Regions from separate parts of the Ovis aries genome. Here all the other regions are linked to region 4. A link is a contact called in public Hi-C data. All regions are on one chromosome and are shown on one strand. Each heading gives the region's core, a stretch centred on a gene start, on an enhancer-like site or on the middle of the called end of the contact. The rest is flanking DNA. Distances are from core to core; before and after follow the strand shown. Region 1 holds the start of PABPC1 (poly(A) binding protein cytoplasmic 1). Region 2 holds the start of ZNF706 (zinc finger protein 706). Region 3 has its middle 62 kb from the start of ZNF706. Region 4 holds the start of YWHAZ (tyrosine 3-monooxygenase/tryptophan 5-monooxygenase activation protein zeta).

What was found. Hi-C and Micro-C count contacts between places; a contact is called where the count stands out from the background.
Region 1: a Hi-C map of hypothalamus shows a contact between it and region 4, with 3 times the contacts expected there. The contact joins the promoter of PABPC1 here to the promoter of YWHAZ in region 4. A contact is called at or near these places in 2 of 16 Hi-C or Micro-C datasets (blood and hypothalamus).
Region 2: a Hi-C map of tail adipose tissue shows a contact between it and region 4, with 1.7 times the contacts expected there. The contact joins the promoter of ZNF706 here to the promoter of YWHAZ in region 4. A contact is called at or near these places in 2 of 16 Hi-C or Micro-C datasets (blood and tail adipose tissue).
Region 3: a Hi-C map of blood shows a contact between it and region 4, with 1.9 times the contacts expected there. The contact joins the enhancer-like site here to the promoter of YWHAZ in region 4. A contact is called at or near these places in 2 of 16 Hi-C or Micro-C datasets (blood and tail adipose tissue).

Annotation. Positions count from the first base shown.
Region 1 is chr9:76,555,310-76,558,009 of ARS-UI_Ramb_v3.0, reverse strand. PABPC1 (poly(A) binding protein cytoplasmic 1) reads right to left here and starts at 1,408. Exons shown (of 14, transcript XM_060393490.1): 1 at 693-1,408. The coding sequence starts at 885.
Region 2 is chr9:76,101,735-76,104,434 of ARS-UI_Ramb_v3.0, reverse strand. ZNF706 (zinc finger protein 706) reads right to left here and starts at 1,310. Exons shown (of 4, transcript XM_015097897.4): 1 at 1,091-1,310.
Region 3 is chr9:76,163,587-76,166,286 of ARS-UI_Ramb_v3.0, reverse strand. No RefSeq gene overlaps it. Among named protein-coding and RNA genes, the nearest start is that of ZNF706, 62 kb to the right of the region's middle. Within about 2 kb of position 1,391, at least 17 of the 54 cell types and tissues checked have an H3K27ac peak or open chromatin away from gene starts, as enhancers often do.
Region 4 is chr9:76,346,568-76,349,267 of ARS-UI_Ramb_v3.0, reverse strand. YWHAZ (tyrosine 3-monooxygenase/tryptophan 5-monooxygenase activation protein zeta) reads right to left here and starts at 1,414. Exons shown (of 5, transcript NM_001267887.1): 1 at 1,121-1,414. The coding sequence starts at 1,414.

The DNA.
Region 1 (2,700 bases), core at 159-2,658, 210 kb before region 4:
CCTCTCCTAACTTGCTGTTACAAGAACTGTCTGAACCCCCAAAGCAACGTCTCGGTGGTAATTTACACTTCTGGAACCGTCAGTCACTCACACGTTAGTGAGAATGGTGGCAGACCAGAGGACGACCACCAGATTAACTTTATTCCAAGTCCCCGCGGCTCCCCCAGGCGACTGGACCCGCGGCAGGGTACAGGCCTCGGGCCTGGGAGGTTACCGGGTTCAACACGTGGTATTTTTCGAGCAACGAAATGCACTTCCTCCCCGTCCTGGGGCGCCGGCAGGAGCCTGGGGGTGGTGGGAGTGCCTCCACCGACTACCGGAGAAGGGGTCTCGGCGCTCGACACCCCCCAGGATCTCGCCGCTACCGGGGGGGGCGCCGCGTGGTGTTAGAACCCAATCTCATCCACCCTCCGGGCGCGTCATCACCCTAAAGTTTGAGCGCTGCTGAGGCCGAGAAAATGGTCGCGGAGAAGGAAGTGGCCGGGCGCGCGAGGGGCGTGCGGCTGCCGGCGGCGCGGGGCCCGGCCGGCGCGGGGATCCGGGGTCCTGACGCCCCAGCCTCGGCCCGCTGGCCTCGGGTTGGGTGACATGCCCTCCCGCCCCCTCCCCCCCGGGCCCGCCGGCCTAGCCCGCCCGCCGCCGCCTGAGCCTCATGGCCGCCCGCCCGCCCGCCCGCCGGGCCCGGCTCTCACCGTCCGCCGGCTGCTGGAAGTTCACATACGCGTAGCCCAAGGAGCGGCGGGTGATCATGTCCCTGCAGACCCGGATGGAGAGGATGGGCCCGGCCGGGCTGAACTTCTCATAGAGCATCGCCTCGGTCACGTCGGGGTGTAGGTCCCCCACGTAGAGCGAGGCCATGGGGTAGCTGGGGGCGCTGGGGTTCATCTCGGCACGGCTGCCTGCAGGGCCACAGGCCGCGCGACCTTTCCCGTCAGAGAAGGGGAGCGAGTGCCGGGGCCGGGGGGCCGGAGCCGGGGGGAGGGGAGCGGGGGCAAGCGCAGAGGGACAAAAATCAACCGGAATCGGGAACTACTCAACGGCCGCAGAACCGGGTCGATCCGCTGCCGCTGGAGGCTTGGCTGCTGGCTGCCGGCTGGGGAGCGAGGGTGGCGGTCTCGGGTCCGGGCAGCGGGAGAAGGCCTCGGTCTCTTGGTTCCTTCTTGGAGCTGCTGCGGGGCCGCGGGCGGGCGGGTCGGTCTCGGCTGCTTCACCGGGTTATTTTATAAAAGAGGAAGGAAAAAAAATAAAAGTCTCCGGCGGGGGAGACGCGGATTTTTTTGTAAATTTTTTTTGGGGTTTTTTAAAAGATTTTTTTAGATTTTTTTTGGATTTTTTTAATAATAAATGTGTGTTCCGAGCACGGAGCACACACTCCGCACTCTCAGCACTAACCGCCGGGGAGAAGGGGAAGCACCGCCTCCTGTACCCTCTACTTATACCCCCCGCCGCACTCGCCCCGCCCCCCGCGCGTCTGACGCCAGGGCCCTACGCGAGCGTCAGCGCCGGAGGGGGAGGAGACAAGGAGGCGGAGGGGGAGGAGGGAAGAGAAAAACAGGAGGAGAAAAAGAGCAGAGAGGAAGGGAGAGGTGGCGGCGGCGGCGGCGGCGGCTGCTGCTGCGGGTGTTGGGGGTGGGGCTGGGGCGGAGGGGCGGGGCTTCTGCGCACGCGCCGGGGTGTGGGCGGGCCCCGCGCGGCGTAGGGCCCATGGGGGAGGGGAGTGGAGGGGAGAACCGGCTCGCGGGCGGCTCTCTGAGGAGTCGGGTGGGCCGGCCCCTCCTCCCACACACCCTGCCCCACCTCCACCCGGGAGAGGCGTTGAGCCGTCACCAGGGCGGTGGGCGGGGCGCGGGGCTTCCGGGTTTCTCGGCGCTTAACTACCCCCCACGTGCGCCGCCGCCGAGGGCCCGCTTCCCGCCGCAGCCAGTCGTGTTCCACTCGCCCCCACCCCCACCCCCGCCCCCTAGGGCCGCCGGGCCAGAGTGGGCCGGCGTGATTCCCACCAGGCCCAGTTTCCGCAACGTGGGCGAAAAGGAGCCCAGGCTGGCTCCCCGGTTCTCCTACCAGACCGCACTACGAGTCCCAGCGGGCAGCGCCGCCACGCGCCTCGGCCGCGGAAGCGGTGCCTGCTGGGAGCTGGAGTCCTCAACGGCCGCGGTGCTCGCTGACCCCCAACCGGCCGCGGGTCCTGGCCGCCCGCTCGGGGACCCACCCACCCCCGCCCCCCGCAACCGTTCCAGCGCTGGACCCGGGTCGTGCTTCCAGTAGAGGACCGGCGAGCGGAGGGGCCTTCGGACTCCCGGTCCTCTCCTTTCCGAGCCCTTAAGACTCTTCCCGGGTATCCCATCTGGGCGCTGTCGTTGGTCAGCGTGATTTTCACTTGGGCAAACTATTTTGAGGTCTTTGTCCGTTTCCCTTTTTAAAGTATCGTGATCACAATTCACTTAAGAGGCTAGGGTGGAGTCACTGATTTCGTGCTACTTCTGCCAGCAATTTGAAACTGAGAACAGGACTCCAGAAAAATGTTTTCCTGCAAAGTGCGAGTCTGTCACAGTCGTACGTGGCTCCACAGACTTGGAACCAGGCAAAATCAGAAGTAGTCTAAACGAAGTATTAAAAATGTGTACAATAGTTGTGGAGTTAGTTGGGGGCTTTAATAGGAAGGCTAGCTGTAATGAATCAATTGCAAAAATACCAGTTGAT
Region 2 (2,700 bases), core at 61-2,560, 240 kb after region 4:
ACGAGGCAAAGGAAATTGAAATCAGTCTAAATGCGTAAGACAGGCCCCTAAGTTCTAGCGACACGCTTGCATTGATTTCCTTTTTGAAAGCAGAAATGCAAACGAACAAACCACCTGCTTTTGGACAGCTCAACTTAGGGCTTGCTCTCAAGCCAACTGAGTTTTCCACAAAATCTTAAGCGTAACTACGCATAACTTCTTGATTAAAAGCAGCGAACTGAGGGGCAAGAAGTCATTTACAAATACCTAAAAGCTGGCTTATAACTCTTTATTTTGTATGGTCTTCCGAGGGGGCTGTACAGAGGGAAGTAAGTAAAGCGAGTAATGAGTTCTTACAATATGGGGGGCTCTTACAGGAGGTACCAAGTATAAGCCTTGCCCCAAAAGAGCCTCCTAAAACCAAAACAAACGAGTAAGAAAAAATTTTTGGATCCAGGAAGTAGGATCATTTTCCATTAAGTATCTGAAAACGAAGAGGCCCGGGCAGTGAACAACTACTTGACTCTGGCTTTTTTAGTGAACTAAGTCCCTTTCGGAGAGGAGAGAGGATGAAAGGGCCGGCAGTTAGGTCTATCTTCGCCAGCACTTCGCTGAGCCCGGCTGTTAAGCCCGGCACACCTTCCTTCCCAGACCGGCCTCTCCCGCCTGGAAAAGAATTCCTCCTCTTTCTCGGCCACCGAAACCCCTACCTACCGGCCCCTCCTCACGGACCCCGGCCCGAGACACGCCTCCCGGGGGCCTCCGCTGCCCGAAACCCGGCCCCTTCGGCCACCGGGAGCTCAAGCTGAGGGAAACCGACCAGCTGCTGCCGCCAGCGGGTAAGGTTACCGCTCCGCCGCCGCCGCGGCCGGCCTGCGAGCCGGCCACCTGCAGGGCCTGGCGGGCGCCCGAGCTTCCCCTCCTTCCCGGCGGCCCGCGCCGGGACAGGGCAGGCTCGGCGGCCCCCAAGGAGGCGGGGCAGGCCGGCGGCCCCTCGCGACCCGCGCTGACCCGCCCGCCCCATCACGGCCCCCGCCGACCCAGCCGGCAGGCCCCCCACCCCGGCTCCCGGGCGTCCTGCGGCGTCAGCGCCGCCCCCACAGCCGCTCACCCGGGCCGGGACAGTCTTGCGTCGGAGAGACCGCGCAGCACGAGAGGGCTTGCGGGGGGAGGTGGCCGGAGGGAGAGGAAGGGGAGCGCGCCCAGCACCGCTTCGGCCTCCTCCACCCGCCAAGGAGGGGAAAGGCGAGAGCCGGCAGCACAACAGCCCGCGACTCGCACCCGCCGCCGCCGCGCGCGCCCGCCGCCTCTGCCTTGAGGGAGGCCACTACGCCTCGTGCTCGCGCACGCCGCGCACTTCTCCCAGTCTCCCCAGCGCCGCCTGTTCCGCGCAGCCCCCGCCCACTCGCCTTCCTGCCCCGGCCTCCCGCCCCGCCTCCCCATCGCCCCACCCGCACGCGCGCCTGCGCCTCTTCCGGTCTCGCGGGCCAATGGTAGCGCGTCCCTATTACATAAGTGCGAGGGGCGGGGCCTGGCCGGGACGGCGGCCTCTCAGAGACGGGAACGGCAGGGGACGTCGCGCTCTGTCCCCGGCGCCCCTCCCCTCCGGCGTGCTCCCTTCTAGGCGGCTTCAGCCGGCCCCGGGAGCCGCGTGATCTCGGTCCTTTCGGGTGATGGCCTGCAGTGTGATTCACAGGTCGCTTGCTCACTCACTCTGGCGGCGGCCCGGCCTCAGCCCCCGCGCCTCTTCCTTCTCACGAGACTCCAGTCTCGGCGGCGTCCTCCTGTGCCTCGGCCTGGCGGAGGCGTGGTGGTGGTGGTGGTGGGGATCCCAGGGAGGCGCGCCAGCGCCGCGGCGGCGTGGGTCACCGACCCGGGAGCCAGCCACCAGGGCGCACCGCCACCCCCGCCCCCAGTGAGGCCAGCGGGCCGGAGGCCCTTGCCTGGGATGCGCAGCCTTTGTTCTCTCACCAGCTGCCTTTTACCTCGTTCCCACGGAAACCCCAGTTGTTTGACCAATCTGAGGGGTTTAGTGAGTTCACGATTCACGCCTGACTGTCACTGAGAACTGCCGGCTAGACCTCCCTGACTGTTGCAAGCTGACTACTTAACAATATACTGAGTTGGTAACACTTAAGGGAATGGTTGAGATGATTTTGGGTCGGGGGCGGGGAGTCTTGATTTATGGGCCACATCAGGTAATTTCTAATATCTGAATCGAGCGATGGCGTTTGTAACGATGATTAAAGTTTATCTGGGAAAGACATGTAGACGTTGGTGTTTTTTTTTCCCCTCGCCCTCTGCTTCCCCCAACACACATTGGTTTCTAGTTAGAACTACAGATAAAACAACAAAGAAGACTTTGCATTTGACGTTCCCACCTTGCCCATAGCCTCCGCTCCCCCAGATTTGTCTCTGCGCAGGGAAATGTTAGTTGAACATAAACACAACGCAAGTTACCTGGATTGGGATATGTATAATCACAAAATTGTTTAGGGAGGAGTTAACTGCTGATGGCATTTACGTAGCATAAGACAAGGATCTGGTTGTTCAGTCCTTCCTTTTCACCCTCATTTCGGTTCCTCTTGCCTTTTCACGCCCTCCCTTCCATATTGCAGTTTTAAGTTACATGTTCAAATCAATATTTCTCCAGTATTCAATTGTAAGCTCATTTGTGCCACTATATACACAATGCTTAGCAGCATATAAAACATGGTAGGA
Region 3 (2,700 bases), core at 142-2,641, 180 kb after region 4:
TGTGGAATGAGTGGATGAGCATGCACCAGCCGTGTGGACTTCCTCTCTCCCAAACCCACCACATTTTTCCTGCCCCAGGGCATCTGCACTGTCTGTCCGTCTGCTCCTCACACTCTTCCCACACCCTGCTTGGCCACACTCTCCCCAGCTTCTCAAAGACACTTCCCCGGAGCTCAGGGTGAGGCAGCGTCCTCCTCCATAGCACTCCGTCCTGTGACACGCTCTGTTCTTCATAGCCCGTTGTTAGCAGCTGAAATGACTTCTCTGTTTCCTTGGTTTTTCTTGCCTGTCTCTGCCATGAGAATGTGTCTCAGCGACAGAGACCTTGTCTGTCTAGTCACTCCTCCATCCCAGCACCAGCATCAGCACTGGGCACATAGTAGGTGCTCAATTGTGAACTGACTGAGGAACACATAAGGTTGTTGAGAAGACTGCGTGTGTGCGTACTAAGTCGCTTCAGTCGTGTCCGACTCTTTGTGACCCCATGGACTGCAGCCCACCAGGCTCCTCCGTCCATGGGATTTTCCAGGCAACAGTACTGGAGTAAGATGCTTCCAAAGTGAAAGTGAAAGTGAAGTCACTCAGTCGTGTCCACTTCTTTGTGATCCCATGGACCGAGGCCCACCAGGCTCCTCTGTCCATGGGATTCTCCAGGCAAGAATACTGGAGTGGATGGCCATGCCCTCCTCCAGGGGATCTTCCTGACCCAGGGATCGAACCCACATCTCTTATGTCTCCTGCATTGGCAGGCGGGTTGTTTAGCCCTGGCGCCACCTGGGAAGCCCGTTGTGAGGACTAAACGTATGTTAAAACAACTGATTTGGAAAGCCAGCCATTTCTAATAATTCTAAAGATACACTTACAAGGACCAGTGATTTGACCTCGAGGAATAGATGTCAGACAAGTGGGTACATACGTCCAGAAAACACCTTGTGCACGGATGTTCACAGCAGCCTGATTTACAATAGTCTGAACCAGAAGTAACCTGAATGTCCCTCAGTAATGGAACTGACAAATTGTGGTCATACAAGGGAATAAGAAGGGCTGGATGTGGATGAATCTCACAGATGAAACACTGACCAAAATAAGCCACACACAAAAAGGACACACTGTGCGATTCTACTTATATGAAATTCAAGAATAAAGGAAATTAATCCTGGCTGTGCCTGGTGACCCGGTTCTAGCACTGAGCATGGGCCAGAGTGACGCAGGCACCTTTTTTTTGGTGGTGGGGGGAGGGGGAGGAAGTGAGACAAACTCAGTATGAAGGTGGGGGGAGGATTTGCATTCGAGAAGGTGGAGGGTCAGCAGCAGATCCTGTGGGTGGAAAGAATGCCGAGGCTGCGGTAATTTTGGAAAGCTATGTGCAAGGCCGCCCCGGCCAACAGAGGTTTGTAGAACAGCTGGGAAAACAGAGAACTTTCAAAGAGCACCAGAGAGCATGCTGCGGCTTCACGCAGGAATCAGATCTCAAAATGTAAAAGCACAAGACAAGGGTGACCTCAGCTGTGACCTTTGCTGCGGCAGGTGGCTTCCTGCCCAGCCCGGGGGAGGGGACTATGGACAGGGTGGAAGAGCAGCGGATCCTTTTCCAGGCCTGGGTCTCCAGGGCTGTCCCTGGGAGAAGGTGGAGCAAAGTCCCTCTGCGGCCCCTTTCGCCTCAACTGACACTATGCAATGTGTGAGCAAAACAGGAAGAGCCTGTAAGGTATCTACTTCATCACAAAGAGATCAAGATTTCCTCTGTCATAAAAGCCCCCAGAGGCTGCGCACACAATGACAAAGGCCCTCTGTCCCTACCTCCCCCAGCATCCACCTTGCAGCCCTTCCCCACTTCCCCATCACTCTTCCGTCGTGTTGCCACAATGGCTTCGGCGGGTTGGGAAACTCTGAGATCAAAATTAACTGCTCAGTGTGTCATGAGAACCTTGTGAAACCTCAAGTAAGCTGAATTCAGAAAACATGCGACAACAGAGCCCCAGAAATACACCCCAGAGAAGGACATCCTCGGGGATGCTGATAGGCAGGGGAGCGGCTGTTTGATTACGCTGCTCATTCTGGTTAATTACACACAGGTATTTACTGTGATTTGTCTCCTCAAATACGCTTTGCTCTAGCTGCTTTAAAAATTCTTTACTTTCTGGAGGACTGGAAATGTGTTTTATTGTTCTCAAGAGTGTCCAGGTTGAAAAAGGGAATTTGGTGAGTGCTATTCGCGACATGTGGATAAGCATACTCTAGGATTCCACGTGTAATTCCAATCATCTTTTGGTTAAAAAAAAAAAAAAAAAAAAGCATTCCTACAAGAGCTCCTCCAACCTGAACATAAACAACTAAAGGAGATGAGAGGTCAAAAGTTTGAGGAACTGGAAACTTGGATTTCAATTCAAATTCAAATACTGTGTAGTCAGTACTGAAGACTGATTGTATTGTTAGAAAATGATGCTGGAGTAAAATCAAGAGGGCAGCCTAGCAGATCTGTCATCTGTGGGCGTGACAAAGAGTCAGTGAATAAGCGGCTCCAGGGAATGAAGAACCTGAAAATCTGTCCAGGCAACCAAGGGAGAGATTGTCCCAGCCAAGCCACACTTCCTCACTTGCAGTGGTTAAAAGACTTGAAGACAAGACCCCAGCAAGCCCAGATCTTTTTAAAATAAGTTTAAAATATATATATTTATTTTTTATTTGGCTGCGTTGGGT
Region 4 (2,700 bases), core at 165-2,664:
CTGAAGCTATTCCATCAGCGTTAGACTACTGTAAAGGAATCATAATACCATTATAATTTTAACAAAAACTCCAAACCCCCATCAGAAATAATTTTGTATTGCTTGTTATAGTACTTCTTCCGTGAACAAGATTCAAATACTAAGAAATGCAGCTGGATTTTCAGAGAAAGTGGGATTCAGCCTCTCTATATATACCAGAGCCCTGTCAAACAGAGACTCATGTGTATGTAAGAGTACCCATCTGCAATGTAAGAGTAATCATTTAGTTAAACCCACATTAAACATTATTTCACGAATTCCCTGTTCGTTAAAATATGAAAGTGTTAGTGTATACAGGCTGTTATATGCTAAACGGTTGCACTGTCCACCAACTTATCCTTATATTTCAACTTTTTTGAAAACTTATCCTTATATTTCAACTTTTTTGGCACAGAAAGTCGCCATTTGTAAGAAAATTTAAAAATTAACCAAAATGTAATGTTCACGTCTTTTAAGCTATTTAGAGAAGCAGTGCTTCAACGGAGTAGACACTGAATTCTTAAAATGCTTCTTGACTGAACCTGGAAAATCAAGCTTTGAGTTTTTCATAATCTTTTAATGTGGTTGTCACGTTCAAAGTTGACTTCCAACACTTAAATGCAGAAAGGCAAAAACAACTGTCAAGCCAGTTTTCTGCACGGCTGACTCATTATATTAACATTTCAGTGGCTAACCCAGGGAAGGCTACTAGGTCTACCATGTCTACTACATCTAACATAAAGCAAGAGAGGTAAAATGTCTGCATCTATATACTTTTAAGAAAATCAGCTCTAGAACTACTACAAATATTCTAACCACAACTGAAATGATAATTTGATTACTTTACCTTTTCAATTAGAACAAAATATACTACCAATCTATTTGAGCTGACTGATAATCATTACAGAATTCATTTTATACAAATCTAACCACAATTGTTCTAACATTTTAGTAATGACACTCTGAAACACTTGGAAATCTAGAACACCCCATTTTTAAAAGGAAAAGAGAAACCAAAGAAAGAAAAAGCTGAGAGTAATGGAACTGATAATCGTTACAGAAACTCTGTATTACAGTGACACTAGACTGAACGGTTTCTCACCAGTACATCATTGCAGATATCTCTTAGCTCGGTCTCTATTTTCTCTCTGTATTCTCGAGCCATCTGCTGTTTTTTCTCAGCACCTTCCGTCTTTTGCTCAATACTGGAGACGACCCTCCAAGATGACCTACGGGCTCCTACAACATTTTTATAAGCAACTGAGAGAAGATTCCTCTCCTCATTGGATAATTCAGCTCCTTGCTCAGTTACAGACTTCATGCAGGCTGCCATGTCATCATATCGCTCAGCCTGCTCGGCCAGTTTGGCCTTCTGTACCAGCTCGTTTTTATCCATGACTGGATGTTCTGCAGGGGAAAAAAAGTAGCATTTAGATATTTTTTCCAGTAAAACAGACTAAAAATCATAGCCTTTGTAAACATGTTAACACTTCAAACTTAATTACCAATGGAAGATTCTCTATGTGTGGAATTCAATGGAACTTCACAAAAAGATGCTCAGAACAAGAAAAAAAAAAAAAAGTGGCATACTCAATGAGCATAGTGTACATTTAAAGCCATTAAAATCAGTTTAGCAAAACTAAAATTACATTATCTCATCTTTGTTCACAAGATCCTTAATTTCACATAAAGTTGAAGCACACTTGACTAAAAGGCTGCCTTAAAAACCAACCCTTATCTTACTTGGTCAAAATCTCAACTCTAGTTTCAAATATCACTGGGTAATCAAAAATCAAGCAGCTTTTCTTTAGTGAAAACACCATCTATGAAGAATACGACCATACTTTCAGAATCACGACTCCTGTCAGTTTTAATGTAATTCATGTCCTATTACTGTTAGTATCTGCTCTTGTCAAGTGTTTAAATTTTAGCCAATAACACTCCCACCCCAAGCCCACTGATCTTTGCAACAGTTGATCAGCATGCCAATTTCCTGGAAGAAATGACCATATTGCTTATTTTAATACTGTGACTGTAAAACCACCACCAAGGATCAATAACTAACCCTAAGGCTTCATTCATCTGTACCTTGTTACATGCACATGGGCTTAAAAAAAAAAACAACAAAAAACCGTGAGTCCTGGAACTTCAATTCTTACTATCTTTGAGCACTAAAATGTAGATACTAAATGCTTCCCAGTGTGATCAGTGTTTCTGATGTCACTGTTCAGTTTAAATGCAGACTTACTGCCTTGTTTCTAGTAGTCAAAAATTAATTGAATACATTATCACTCAAGCTGCCCTTATCAAGACTTCCTAATTCTTCCTCATTTTAAAGCTCTGGACTTTTCAATTTCCCCCTTATTCTATTCCTTAAGACATCCTTCTGAAAGATCCTAAAGCAGCACAGGAAGATACTAGCCCCTACAGTGGTCCCAAAGGGTACATGACTTACGATGAACAGAGGAGTCACTGTACGGGAATTGACTCCCTTTCTTTACCTTCCCAGGGAAATCCCACAAAACATTTCTTTTTAAAAAACCAAATCGGAACCAATCCTTTGTATTTAAACAAGTAACTAGCTAGCCTTAATAGGAAGTATACTGTTTTCAATGTCAAACCCAAAATCTATTGTCGCATAACCTTCCTAGCCCTTACTTCCAATTACCAATTCTCCCCCCT